Regions from separate parts of the Mus musculus genome. Here regions 1 and 2 are each linked to region 3. Evidence: chromatin contacts called from public HiChIP or PLAC-seq data. All regions are on one chromosome and are shown on one strand. The core of a region is the stretch at or near the end of the contact, and the rest is flanking DNA. Distances in the headings are between cores, read along the strand shown. Region 1 overlaps Rgl1 (ral guanine nucleotide dissociation stimulator,-like 1). Region 2 overlaps Ncf2 (neutrophil cytosolic factor 2). Region 3 holds the start of Lamc1 (laminin, gamma 1).

Region 1 (4,371 bases), core at 19-2,518, 780 kb before region 3:
CCGAGCTCCAGCCTCCTCTTTGAAGTCTCCTTCTCCCAGGCCCTCTCATTCCCACCACACTTCTTGGTCCCTTTCAGTCAAAGCTGAACTTCTGCTGGGGCTGGGGAAGCCTAGCTGCACACAGTGGCATCCAGGCAGAAATCCAGTTCCGTGTTACTACTCCCCCTGCCTGGTTACGTTTTTTAAGCCTTTTCCTTCTCTTTATGGGGGACGCTGTTAGGCATCTTATATTGAATTGATAGAGCTTCTTCAAAGCTTCCATTGAGAAATGGGGTGCTCAAAGTGAGACTGTTACCTGTCCAGTACCATGTGCTACCTGCCCGCTCTGGTGGCAGGGCTGTGATTACAGGACTGGCTCTGGACCTCAGAGCTGAACGTTCTGTTGTGAATGGGACTGGTAGGAGAGCTTCACTATCTATTCCTGTTATCCTGGATACAAAGCAAAAGCACCCATCAAAGAGCTAAAATCCCACCCAGTGGAGGATGCTAGCGCCTGATGTCAGTACTTCTCCACTCAACTCTGGCACTTTCTCATTCAGTGAAGAAGAAATCGGATGTGCCAATCAAAGGTTCAAGGAGCCTTCTACCCCTCCTGATGACTACAATGTACTTTAATACCTATAAAACAATGCAGAAGCTGTCCAGCTTCTGCCAAGGAGAGTACAGGGTAAGGACTAACATCACTCACTCACACATTCATTCATTCATTCATTCATTCATTCCTTGTAAATCTGGCATGCACCTAGAATGTCACTACGTGTGAAACCTGTGATCCTTTCTCTCTGGGACCTGGTCTATGCTTTCACTGCTCCTGCCTGAGTCTCCAGGGGTTATGTACAAATCTCTATGCACAGTTTTACTTTTGCAAACACACAGGAAAGCTCACTGCTTTCCAGAGTATGACATGGGGGCTGGGGGGTGAGAGGCACAAGGGAACTAACTAAGCTCCCAACATTCCTCTTCAGGAATGGAGCCTATACTTCATAAACAGGGCCTGGAGCATTCTTGATGACAACTGCCCACACTTAGGAAAAGATTCATTCTTGGGTATTGCCTAAAAGTTTTTGTGAGGTCAGGCCACCTCCCTAGTCCCTGCCTCTGCCTGCCAAAAGAGCTCTGCCCTCCATTCCCTGAGCCGGAGAGGACCAATGACTGGTCCCACTGGTTCCCCAATTAGGCATGGGGCCAGAGGCAGCCCCAGTGGGGCGAGCTGGGCTCCAGTGCAACAGCAGCAGCAGCAGCAGCGTTTTCTACCAGAGCACAAAGCTGGGCGGGCAGGCGGGAGGAGGCCCTGAAGGGAGCTGAGGTCTGGCAGCTGGAGCTGAGCTTCCAGGGTATTCAAGCATTCCCGGCAGATGAAGTCATCTGAGATACAAAGCCTTTGGCAATCTGAGCCAAATGATGCAAGTGCATTCCCCTTCTCTGGTCCCCAGTCCATACAAACCACTCAACAGGTACCGGGTAGAATTTAAAGTCACTGTATTTGCTTTGGCTTTGGGGTAGCATCCCTTATCTGCGTTAGGAGCCATTTCCTTTCCCTCACTGAGGAAACCGGACATTACTTCAAGGAAATGCCTACCAGAAGTTCCAAGTGGGTCAGCTGCCATGGCAACTGTTACCCAGTGCCTCGGTGAAAGGCTATATCATCACGCTGGAGCGCGATGGAACCTCTTGACTAATTTCTGCAGAGCCTGGCAGCCAGCACACTCTATGGCCAGCAGTGGTGGCTCTGCATTTGTCCCTGGAAGCTCGAGGTCAGCCTCCAATAGGAAAAAACAGCCTCAGAGACTTCCTTCGATTCGGTCACTAGAGACAGTCGATGTCAGCAATCGGGGCTGCCAGGGGACATGACACTAATGCTTTTTAGGGAAAAGGAGGAACACCTCTTCCAAGCTTTTGTGAGAGGGACGTGGACTTGAACCCTTGCCAGCCACACAGGGTTGGTTGGTTGTCGCCCGTTTATATCTGATAGAACACATTAGGCAGAGAAGAAGCCCATTCATGTTGATAAGAGAAAGTTTAAAAAAAACAAAAACAAATCAAGAAAACCCTGTTCCTGGTAACAGTAGGCACCCTGGGCAATTACTTAGCTTCTCTGAGCTGGTTTTACAATTTAATCTTTAAAATCATAAATCCAGCCTTGAAAATCCCTCTTTTCACTCTGAAACCTTAGGGTTCTGAGGTTCACAGTTCAATAATTTTATACCTATCCCAATTTTCTGAGGGTACCAGGGTTTCTTATTGAGTCAATGAATGGGGAGCCCCCACATTGCAGAGCCCAGTAGAGGTTTCCCTGGGACCAAACAGGTACTCACTGTCGGAATCCACGTCCTGCTTTTGAAACTGTTCAAGAAGGTTCTGTGCTCTCCTCTCTGGGTCAGAGCCAGGCATCATCTGTTTGAGGTACTCCAGCAGCTTCTGAAGGCAAGGGAAGTGAGGGGGCTCCCGGAAGTCTTCCGCACACTGGTCAAGCCAGGCCCTCAGGATGGAAGCAATGGCACTGGGAAGGAGAGATGGAGACACAGTGAACACAATGCTTACGGGACTCGAGACAGGCCCTGGACCCCACAGCTGGTAGCTGAAGAGGGTTGGGGAGACTAATAATGTTTTGTTGTTAGAAAATCCAACCAAGGCAGACGAAAGATGAGAAGAGGATTTACTGAGTTCCAAACAATCCAAACACAAGCCACTAACTGTGCATTTGCTCAAATTAAAGACCAGAAAACCAGGCTATCAAGATGACACAGTAAATAAGAAACTTTCTACCACGCCTGACAACTGAGCTCAGTGATGCCTGGGTCCCACACAATGTTAACAAGTTGTCCTCTGACAGCCTGCACTGTAGCATGCTTCAGCTAGCCCTTCAGACTCCCACACAAATAGATGAACAAAGGTAATAAAACAGAAAAGTAGCCTAAAAGTAGCCGTATTGATAACTTAGGACATAACTGGCTACCACTAGGCTAGAACTCATCTGGAGTAAGAAGTCTCCAGGTTAATGGGGAAATGCCTGTTTAATTTTAAAAACATCACTAGGGTTTTGGCACAAGGACCAAAGCTTTCCTCATAAAGTTATCCCTTTGTTTCTCAAATTATAATGAGACGGCGTGTCAGGAACCACTGGGTGATGGAGTCACAAGGTTCCCCGGGTGTCAAAGCACAAGAACAGCCAGATACGCTCTGGGTGCTTGGTGCGCTACAGACACCTCCTGAGTAACTAAGGGTGTTGCCTGTAAGTTACGGGGAGCTCCTCTCTCTAGAGCAGAGTCAGAGCAATGACAAAGGGGTAAACTGCAGCAGGGCCATTACTCCACGCTTCATCGTCAGAAGACTTCAAAGACACTTCAGTGTTAGTTCCACACCAGGCTAGTCTGCCTCCCTAATAAAACAACTCCATCGAAAGGGATGTTCACTGATGCTGGCTGGAGAAGGTATCAGGGAGAATCAATAAATTCCTGTGCATCCCAAGGCAAAGAAACCACACTGTCTTAGCTACAGTGACAAAACTCTTTCACCCACCCAAAAGAGTGTATGTGTGTAGGTCAGAGGGTAACCTATGCCACTCCTTAGGAGCCATCTGCCTTGTCTGTTGAGATGGGTCTCTCATTGGGACCTGGGGGGTCACCGATAGGCTAGGATGGCTGGTCAGCAAGCTCTAGAAATACTCTAGGCTCTGCTTCCGCAGCAGTAGGATGATAAACACATGTCACCACATCCAATTTTTTTTTTAATCCACGGGTGCTGGGGAATCTAACCCAGGTTGTAGATCTTGTGCAGCAAGCATCTCACAGGCTGAGTGATCCCTCCAGAACCACAAAAATGTTTTTTGAAAGGGTTTGGGATATAGCGGTGGTACAGCATCTGTCTAATGTGCACAAGTATTCTTTGGATTTGTTCCACAGAATCAGAATCAAAAAAAGGAAAATTATAATTATCTACTACACCTACACAAATTGTTCATACAATTAAAAGCTAGAGTAGAAGTTAGTATCCAGTGTGCAGAAGCCCAGCAGCCTGTTACAGTGACTTAACTCCCAGCTGCACTTTCCTACCAAAGAGCTGAGCTGTAATCAGGACCGGCTGCCACAAAAGTCCACTGAGAGTTAACTCAGCTTTTGGAGGTCAAGTACCAAGAGCAGTAATGTCTACACGGTGACTGTTTCTCTCTGTGGGCATCACTGTTTCACGTCTGTGGTCTATACGGCATCTAGGATTGCTAATATTTAACTATCTACACGAAACAAGAGACATTAAACTATCACCATAATAGAAGTGACTTAATAATCTAAATCTTTAAATTAGATAAAATTAACAAAAGCAATATTTCCCTCCAGAAAGCTGAAAGAAAGTAACCTGGGCTTTGTATTAAAA
Region 2 (3,979 bases), core at 919-3,418, 520 kb before region 3:
TTCCTGACGCTACGAAGTCGCCCAAAGGGAGGCTAGACCCCATTCTGCGCGCTAGGCTGGGACCTTGAAGCCTGGAGCGCCTACCCGGCAGCTCTGAGAGAGACACCTTGAACTACCATCCTGCCTTCTGGTAAGCACCTAACCATGTCCCTGGCTGAGGCCATCAGACTCTGGAATGAAGGGGTGCTCGCAGCCGACAAGAAGGACTGGAAGGGTGCCCTGGAGGCCTTCAGCGAGGTGCAGGACCCCCACTCGAGGATTTGCTTCAACATAGGCTGCGTGAACACTATCCTGGAAAACTTGCAGGCAGCCGAGCAGGTGAGTTGAGGGGCCCCTGTAATTATAGCCTTTCCGCCTCTGGAAACCTCATCCCCCAGAGCCGGAAAGGAACAAAAGCCTTCCAGAACAACCTCAGAGGCCCCAACTAATTGCCCCTGGCCTGGCAGGCAGTTTTAAAAGCTCCCAGGGCAGGTTTTCAGAGCCACCCATGGGTGGGGCTCTGCTCTTTATGAGATCTCCTTATTACCCAAGATCATCTTTTAACCCTTTGTGAAGACTTCTTCATTTGTGTTTTCTTTTACCTCGCCTCCTGGATAAAGTTTCTCTGCACCATAAACCCTTGTATCCAGTTGTAAAATGCCTATTATGGCTTCCAGGAACTTACGCAACATCCTATCAGTTTGGCCTGCTCAAAGAACAAGTCTGATCAACAAGGCAGGGTTCTTCTTTAAGAATTCTGAGGCTAGTTGAGGAAACTCACACTGTAATTAAGTCATGAAGTTCACCAAGGGTATGGGATAGGGCATTTCAGCATCTTTTTTTGTTTTTTGTTTTGTTTGGGACAGGGTTTCTCTGTATAGCCCTGGCTGTCCTGGAACTCACTTTGTAGACCAGGCTGGCCTCAAACTCAGAAATCCGCCTGCCTCTGCCTCCCGATCAGCATCTTTTTAAAATACTTTTTCTCTGGCCCGGAGTTGAACATGCTCGATTCTCTTTATTTTATTTTGATTTTTCTCTGTGGAGACCTGGTTATCCTAAAACACAGTCTACAGATCAGGCTGGTTTTGAACTCACAGAGATCCGCCTGCCTCTGCTTCCCAAGTGCTGGGATCAGAGGTGTTCAACATGACCAGCAGGCCTCTTGATTGCTTAGGTGTGTGTGTGTGTACATGTGCGTGTGTGATGTGGGTGGGGGTGGCTACGTATGTCATGACGCACATGTGTCAATCAAAGGACGACTCTGTGGAGTTCCCTCCTTCCATTTTGACCTGGATCCAGTGACCGACCCCAAATCTCTGAGATTGCACAGCAAGTGCCTTTGTCTGCTGAACTCGATCTCACAGCTCCGCGGGAGCTTCACCTGCTTCTTGTTGTTGTTGTTGTTTTCTAGGAAGGGTCCCTGTCTTAGTCAGGGTTTCTATTCCTGCACAAACATCATGACCAAGAAGCAAACTGGGGAGGAAAGGGTTTATTCGGCTTACACTTCCATCCTGCTGTTCATCACCAAGGAAGTCAGGACTGGACCTCAAGCAGGTCAGGAAGCAGGAGCTGATGCAGAGGCCATGGAGGGATGTTCTTTACTGGCTTGCTTCCATTGGCTTGCTCAGCCTGCTCTCTTATAGAACCAAGATTACCAGCCCAGAGATGACACCACCCACAAGGGCCTTTCCCCCTTGATCACTAACTGAGAAAATGCCTTACAGTTGGATCTCATGGAGGCATTTCCTCAACTGAAGCTCCTTTCTCTGTGATAACTCCAGCTGTGTCAAGCTGACACACAAAACCAGCCAGTACAGTCTCTTATTGGCCCAGATCTTGCACATTCGGTTCAGCTGGCTAGAAAGCCTGTCTCTGCCTCCCCAGCGCTAAGATTAGAAAGGATGTGATGTGACTCCACCCTTGTTGGTTTGTTTTGGTTTTGGTTTGTTTGTTTGTTTGTTTTTAAACTTGGACTCTGTAGGCTGTGAGGCTTGTGAGGCCAGCATTTTACCTACAGAACGTCTCCCCAGCCTCCACCACCTCCAAAGAACCAGTTCACACTGGTTCATCCTCTGACCAGCCAGTGAAAAAACACATCCACATCCTGACAGGAGGAGAGGAAGGTACTGGATAGGCTCAGACTCTTCCGGTCAGCAAGCAGATGGTGCAGAGCACGGCCCCCATCCAGCCTCCGCCTGGAGGGAGGAATGCCTCCTCCTACTTCCCTCAGGGGTGCGGCTGCATCCTCAGAGCTGAGAGCTGTGGAGACAAACGGAGGCAGCTCTCCCAGACAAGGCTCTGCCATAGGCCCTGGATGCTTATAACCTGGCCTGGACCAAAGGCCACCTCACACCTTCAGATCCCTGACTTCTACCCTTACTGGTCAAGATCTTTCTTTCCATTTTTCTGTCACCAGGCCTCTCATCTCATCTGTCATAGTCTTTCTGTTTAATCCAATATGAATAATATTATATATGTTTTCTTACTTGTTATTTAGTGATATAAATGATCACACAATAAATTTGTATCAAGAAAATGCAATATACATTCTAACTATATCACTATTATTTTATTTTTATTATTAATTTTTTTAATTAATGTGAGCGGTTATTTTGATGGCATGCTTGTTTTGACAACATGTGCGTACCTGATTCTCAAGGAGGCCAGAGAGGCCATCAGAGCCCGTAGAACTAGAATTTCAGATGGTTGGGAGCCACTATGTGGGTGCTGGGAAGTGTAGGTTGTGAGCCACTATGTGGGTGCTGGGAAGTGTATATAGGTCCTCTGGACGTGCAGCAAGCACTCTTATCTGCTGAGCCATCTCTCTGTCCCCATCACTTATTTTACAGAGGAAAACAAGGAGGTTCAAGAAGATTAGGTAATTTACCACAGGCTATGCAAAGAGGAAATAACACCCCAGGGCATTTTGATCCAAGATCTCTGTACCCCGGGGCCAGTTTTGTCACCTTGAATTGCCGAATCATTATGACACAAGTCTTGCCTCTCCCTGGCAATACTCTGACACTTCCTTATGGACCCTTCCTCCTGCAGGCCTTCACCAAAAGCATCAACAGAGACAAGCACTCTGCAGTGGCCTACTTCCAGAGAGGAATGCTCTACTACAGAATGGAGAAGTAAGTGGTCCGCTGCCACTCAGGCTGTGGGAGCGTGACAGCGCCTGATGGATCGGGCTTTCTTCTGTAGTCTTGGTATTCAATCAGGACCTCCAGCTTTTGTGGGTAGGAAGGCTGGCTTGCTTTCTCTAGGCAGTTATGCAAGGAGTAGTAAGCAAGAGGCTTTTCTGGGAAGGGGAGGCAAGCCTGACCTCATTGTAAGTAAGTCATCATTAGCGCACAGCGGCAAGGAGCCTGAAACAGCCACTGGCTGGTTGTTTGGCTACCCAGCCCTCTCAACAATGTCCTTAATGAGGACGTTCACTGTGCTTCTCTGTGCGGGACTGAGCAGTCCCAAGACAAGGCTCATCATGAAAGCGAATCAATCCTGGCTTCACCCATGCTGAATGTGTTTGCAAAACCCAGTTTAAACTAGAGGGTGGATGCTGGGAGGATGACCCTGTCACAAAAATAAGAATACAAACTGTTAGCAGCAGATATATAAGTTAATACAGACAAATTAAATATGTGTGTTTAGATAGATAGATAGATAGAGTTTACAGTTGATGGCAAAATTTAAACAATGGTTTCCAAATACCATATTACTACAAAACCCATTTGTTACACAGTCTGGAAGGGCATCGGCCAATGCACTATTCTAGTTGTTTCTGGATGTTGGGATAATAATGAAGTCCCTTTCCCTCCATCACCTTGTGCACATTTCAGGCTATTTACTGTCGTAAGTAAAAAGAAAAACCAAATCAAACAAAACACCCAAAATGAGTGTTATTCTACCCTCAAATGCCCAAAGAACACACACACAAACACATACACACACACACACACACACACACACACACACACACACACACATGTACACACAGATA
Region 3 (4,211 bases), core at 716-3,215:
AAACCGAACTCACTCTTAATTACTGAAAATCGGATGCCTCACATTTTCATTTATGAGCTTGTTTTCAAAAAGTTCCATCTGCCTGGTGACTCGTCTACAAAGAAAAAGGCAGCATCTACTACAGAGGCAGTAACACTGCTCTCCTAAAACTTCCTCCACACACAGTCATTTACACTTTCAAGGCACTTTCTCTAAGTCATAGTCTTTCTCTGAAGAAAATTCCCTGATAATATAATATAATATAATATAATATAATATAATATAATATAATATAATATAATGAAGAGCAGTGGAAAGAAAACCCTGAAACCACGATCAGGGGACTATCTGCCTACAAAATATCCCTCTCAAATATCCCAGGGCAACAATCAGTTTTTCACACTTAATGTTGCACAACTGAACACAGCAATGAAAATTTTTCTGCTCTCTTGTCTGTCTCAAAAGTAAAGAAAACATCTCCAGGTGAAGCAGGAACTTTGATCCGTTCAGATAATCACAGCCTTGCTCATCCACGGCTCTGCCATGAAGTCTCCTACTTCAGCCCTCTCCTGGATTCTAAAGCATGCTTGTCTCCACACTTGCTTCGGATCAAAGCAAAAGGGAAGACTATCCAGGAGAGCCTTGGAGCTTTTTACACCGGAACAAAACTGCCCTCAATTACAGAGAGTGTCTTCATTACCTTTCTGTTTTCTCCCAACTAGGATTAGCAGTGAAACAGCTCCTAATTAAGGCTGAACAGCTCTGAAGAACAGTAACTTTAAAAGTGAACTTCCACTTTAATTACACATAGAAATACCGGCGGCAAAGGCATTTGCTCCCCTCAAATTCCCCTATCAAAACTAAGAGCAATCATTCTCAACCCTGGAGACAGACAAACATTTTAAAGACAAGTGTTTGAAAGTGGACCTTCAAGACTCTAATGTAAGCATGCTATGTGATAGTCCTGTCCTGCCAGGATGAGTGTTTCATTAGCGCCTCAGGGTGCAAAAGGGGGTGGGGGGGTGTTGGTCCAAAATCCTAACTGCTGAAATAGAAAAGAATCAACGGAACGAGAATCCGGTTGGACTAGAAAGAGTAAGAAAAAAAGAGAGAGATGCTAGCGTGGGACATGGTGGCCCTCACCGGATGTTCAAAGCGAGATGAATTTTAGAAGTTGGAGAAAGGAATTTCTGTGTGTGGCCCACGCTGGAGAACAGACCGTCAGCACGCGGCTGGACAGGCCCCTCAGGCCGGACCAGCGGCTCCATGGATGCGGCCCCGGAGCTGGACCGTGAGCGAGTAGTGGGGACGGGGCTGTCATCGCTTACCCAGGTGCAGCGTGAGGTTGATGGAGTTGGGGTACTGCACCCCGGCCAGCATAGTCTGGCTTTGCCACCAGGTGGTGTCGGCCTGGTTGTTGTAGTCGGTCAGGAAGGCTGCCCCGTGTTGCAGGTGCTGCTGGCCGGCGTCGCACAGGTGACAGGACTTAGTGACTCCGGTCACCCCAGTCTGCACGCAGTACTCCTCGGGCGGAGTCCCACACGTGTTGGTAGCCACCACGGTCACATTGAAGGCGGCATTAACAAACTCCGGCATGCAGCGCTGCGGCCGCCCGCCCTCATCCGCGCACTCGTCCATGGCCGCCCGGACACAGCCCGCCACAGCCGCCAGCACAGCCAACAGCGGCCACAGCCGCCCCCGGGGCTGCAGGGCCAGCGCGGCCCGCCCGCCGCCCGTCATCCCGCTGCGCGCGGGCCCTCGGCAAAGGCTGGGGTGCCGCGCTGCACTCGCCTAGCGGCGTATCCCGAGGCCGATCCTCCGCTGCGGGCCGAGGCCGGGCTGTGGACCGGGCTGGAGGCCGAGAGCCGGACGCAGAGCCGATGGGTGGGCGTCCGAGCCAAGATCGCGCTGCCTCCGCTACCTCCCGGTGCGCAGCCTGCACTGTGCGCCGACCCCCGACTTCCGAGCGCGCACTCGAGAGCGCGCCCCAGGAGGAAGGAGAAGGGGGTGGGGTCTGCCCGGCGGGGTGGGATCTGGCGGTGGAGAAAACCCAAGGCCGGCCTCCTCGGCAGCTCACGCGGGCCAGGAGCTGCTCCCCGCCCTACGCGTCCTCCCCAGCGACTCCCGGCGGCGGCGGGGGCGGCCTGGAGGGCGGTGGGCCAGAGAAGCGAGATGGGAGGGGCGGGAGCCAGAGGACCGGGCGCGAGGTGGGCGGGGCGGTGGAGTAGGAGGGTGGGGTGCGAGGAGGGCGGGACCGGCAGCAAAAGGGAGGGGGGCGCGAGATGGAAGAGGCAAGGGGTCAAGTGGGAGGACTTCTGGATGGGCGTGACTAGAGGTGGGCTGGGCGAGGGGGTAAGAGGGAGGGGCCCAAGGTGGGCGGAGAGGGAGCGTGAGTGAGGGAAGGAGGGCGGGGCGTGGGGTGTGGGGTGCTGGGCAGTGCATGCTGGGAGGGTAGGGGCTTCGGTGGGTTGGGAACCCTCATCCAGGTCTTGTACCTTAGAGGATCTTGCCCTGGAGGGTATGAGGCTAAGAGGAGGTTCTTAAAGGGAGACGCAGGTGGGTGAGGTGGCCCGGAATCTGTGTTTTTGACTTCATGAGGACTTGGACCCTGGCCCAACCAGATGTCAGTCCTTACGGTATAGCTCAGCCACTACCTGACTCTGGAGCCTGAACACAGCGCAACGGTGCGGTGGCCTGCGTGACCTCGCCCTCCCCAGCCGTCCCGGGCATTGCCTCCTGTATCCCGGGGCAAGCCCTGCCCACGCTGAGGGGAGAGATCCCGAGGTGTCCAAGGGACTGGATCCCTGTGGAACACAGGGCTCGATCTCAGCTTCAGAGTCAATTTTGTGATTTCCTTGCTCTAAATTAAAATGTGACTGTCATTTAACCGGGCAAGGAAGGAAGTGAGAAGGCTGGGAATGGAATGACATTTTCCCCTGGATACGCAGACCTGCTTTGAAATTCTTCCACTCTGTTGTTTGTGTGTCCTAGCTTGCCTTTAAAAGACTCGAAATTATCTGGATTCTGACATCCTCCTCTTCGGACCTGCTGAGTCACAGAATATTGTCAGTGCCAGAATGACTCAGTTCCCAGAGCCCGAGCCAAAAGATCATGCGTTTTAGTCTCAGATCAGAACTACCTGCAGTGCTGATAGGACCAGCAGACAGGGGAAGGGAGGGTGCTGTAAAAATGAACCAGCTGAGAGCCGGGCTTGGCAGCACACTGTGCTAATCCCAACCCAAGATGCAAAGCAGACCAGCAAAGTGTAAGCTCCGGATCAGTAGTCTTTTTAAGATAATGATACTGATAGCTACAAGATGGCCCAGTGGGTAAAAGCACCTGCCACCAAGCTTGGTGACCTGAGTTCAATCTCCAGGAACCACATTCTGATTTCCACACCTGCACCATGAGACTTGTGGGCGCGCGCGCGTGTGCGTGTGTGTGTGTGTGTGTGTGTGTGTGTGTGTGTGTGTGTGTGTGTGTGTGTGTGTGATGATATGACACATAAATAAATAAATGTGAGTTTTAAGATGGGGTAGTGGGCATATGAAATGATGAAATATAACAATAACTAGGTAATGATCGTTAGGGTCAGTGTTAGAGCCACAAGCCCTAATTAAGAGGGCCCAAGCATAATGGACTATTTATGATGGGTAAAGGATACTGTTCAGAGAGCTTTTAATACTGGAATTACTCGGGAATGCATCCACCTGACTTATTGGATGAGATGATGGAGATTAGGTATGCTAAGGGTCTCTAACTCTTTACTCCTTGTAACCCTTTGGAGAAAGAAACATGGGAGCTATAATATTTTAAATCAATGGTTCTCAACCTGCCAGTCATGACCCTTAGCAGGGGTCTAATGACCCTTTCACAGGCATTATGTAAAGACCATTGGAAAACAGAGATATTTACATACTGCCCATAACTAGAAAATTACAGTTATGAAATAGCATTGAAGATGATTTCATTGTTGGGGGTCTCCACAGTGTGAAGAACTATGTTAAAGGGTCACAGTGTTAGGAAGGCTGAGAACCAGTTTTTTTAGGTGGCTGAAACAAAATCACTCTAGTCACATAACCCTGGAGGGAATGATGTCTCAGTGCAAACATGCTAAACAAACTAGTGTGTGTCCTTTACATTGTTTTCTTTTGGTTTCTGAGGTCCAAAGTTAACTCCAAGCTGCTATTTATGGTACTTTCCTCTGTAATTTCATCACAAGACCTTCACGT

The links. HiChIP or PLAC-seq counts read pairs in DNA pulled down with a chosen protein or histone mark.
Region 1: an H3K27ac HiChIP or PLAC-seq map of extraembryonic endoderm stem cells shows a contact between it and region 3, with 4 times the contacts expected there. The contact joins the enhancer-like site here to the promoter of Lamc1 in region 3. A contact is called at or near these places in 5 of 39 promoter capture datasets (the 3T3-L1 cell line, 3T3-L1-derived adipocytes, the C10 cell line and 1 more) and 3 of 115 datasets of contacts at active chromatin or transcription factors (astrocytes, embryonic basal ganglia and extraembryonic endoderm stem cells).
Region 2: an H3K4me3 HiChIP or PLAC-seq map of embryonic stem cells shows a contact between it and region 3, with 12 read pairs. The contact joins the enhancer-like site here to the promoter of Lamc1 in region 3. A contact is called at or near these places in 11 of 39 promoter capture datasets (the 3T3-L1 cell line, the C10 cell line, the HPC-7 cell line and 7 more), 17 of 115 datasets of contacts at active chromatin or transcription factors (the 230-238 cell line, astrocytes, craniofacial prominence and 7 more) and 2 of 9 other capture datasets (adipose tissue and liver).

Annotation. Positions count from the first base shown.
Region 1 is chr1:152,555,088-152,559,458 of GRCm38.p6, forward strand. Rgl1 (ral guanine nucleotide dissociation stimulator,-like 1) reads right to left here. Exons shown (of 18, transcript NM_016846.4): 5 at 2,316-2,500. Among named protein-coding and RNA genes, the nearest start is that of Gm51749, 17 kb to the left of the region's middle. Within about 2 kb of position 1,269, at least 176 of the 459 cell types and tissues checked have an H3K27ac peak or open chromatin away from gene starts, as enhancers often do. A contact at or near this core is called in 3T3-L1-derived adipocytes, astrocytes, embryonic basal ganglia and 1 more, where this site is marked.
Region 2 is chr1:152,807,888-152,811,866 of GRCm38.p6, forward strand. Ncf2 (neutrophil cytosolic factor 2) reads left to right here. Exons shown (of 16, transcript NM_010877.5): 2 at 1-318; 3 at 3,031-3,113. The coding sequence starts at 145. Among named protein-coding and RNA genes, the nearest start is that of Ncf2, 9.7 kb to the left of the region's middle. Within about 2 kb of position 2,169, at least 77 of the 459 cell types and tissues checked have an H3K27ac peak or open chromatin away from gene starts, as enhancers often do. A contact at or near this core is called in the HPC-7 cell line, adipose tissue, differentiating embryonic stem cells and 4 more, where this site is marked.
Region 3 is chr1:153,330,821-153,335,031 of GRCm38.p6, forward strand. Lamc1 (laminin, gamma 1) reads right to left here and starts at 1,966. Exons shown (of 28, transcript NM_010683.2): 1 at 1,308-1,966. The coding sequence starts at 1,719.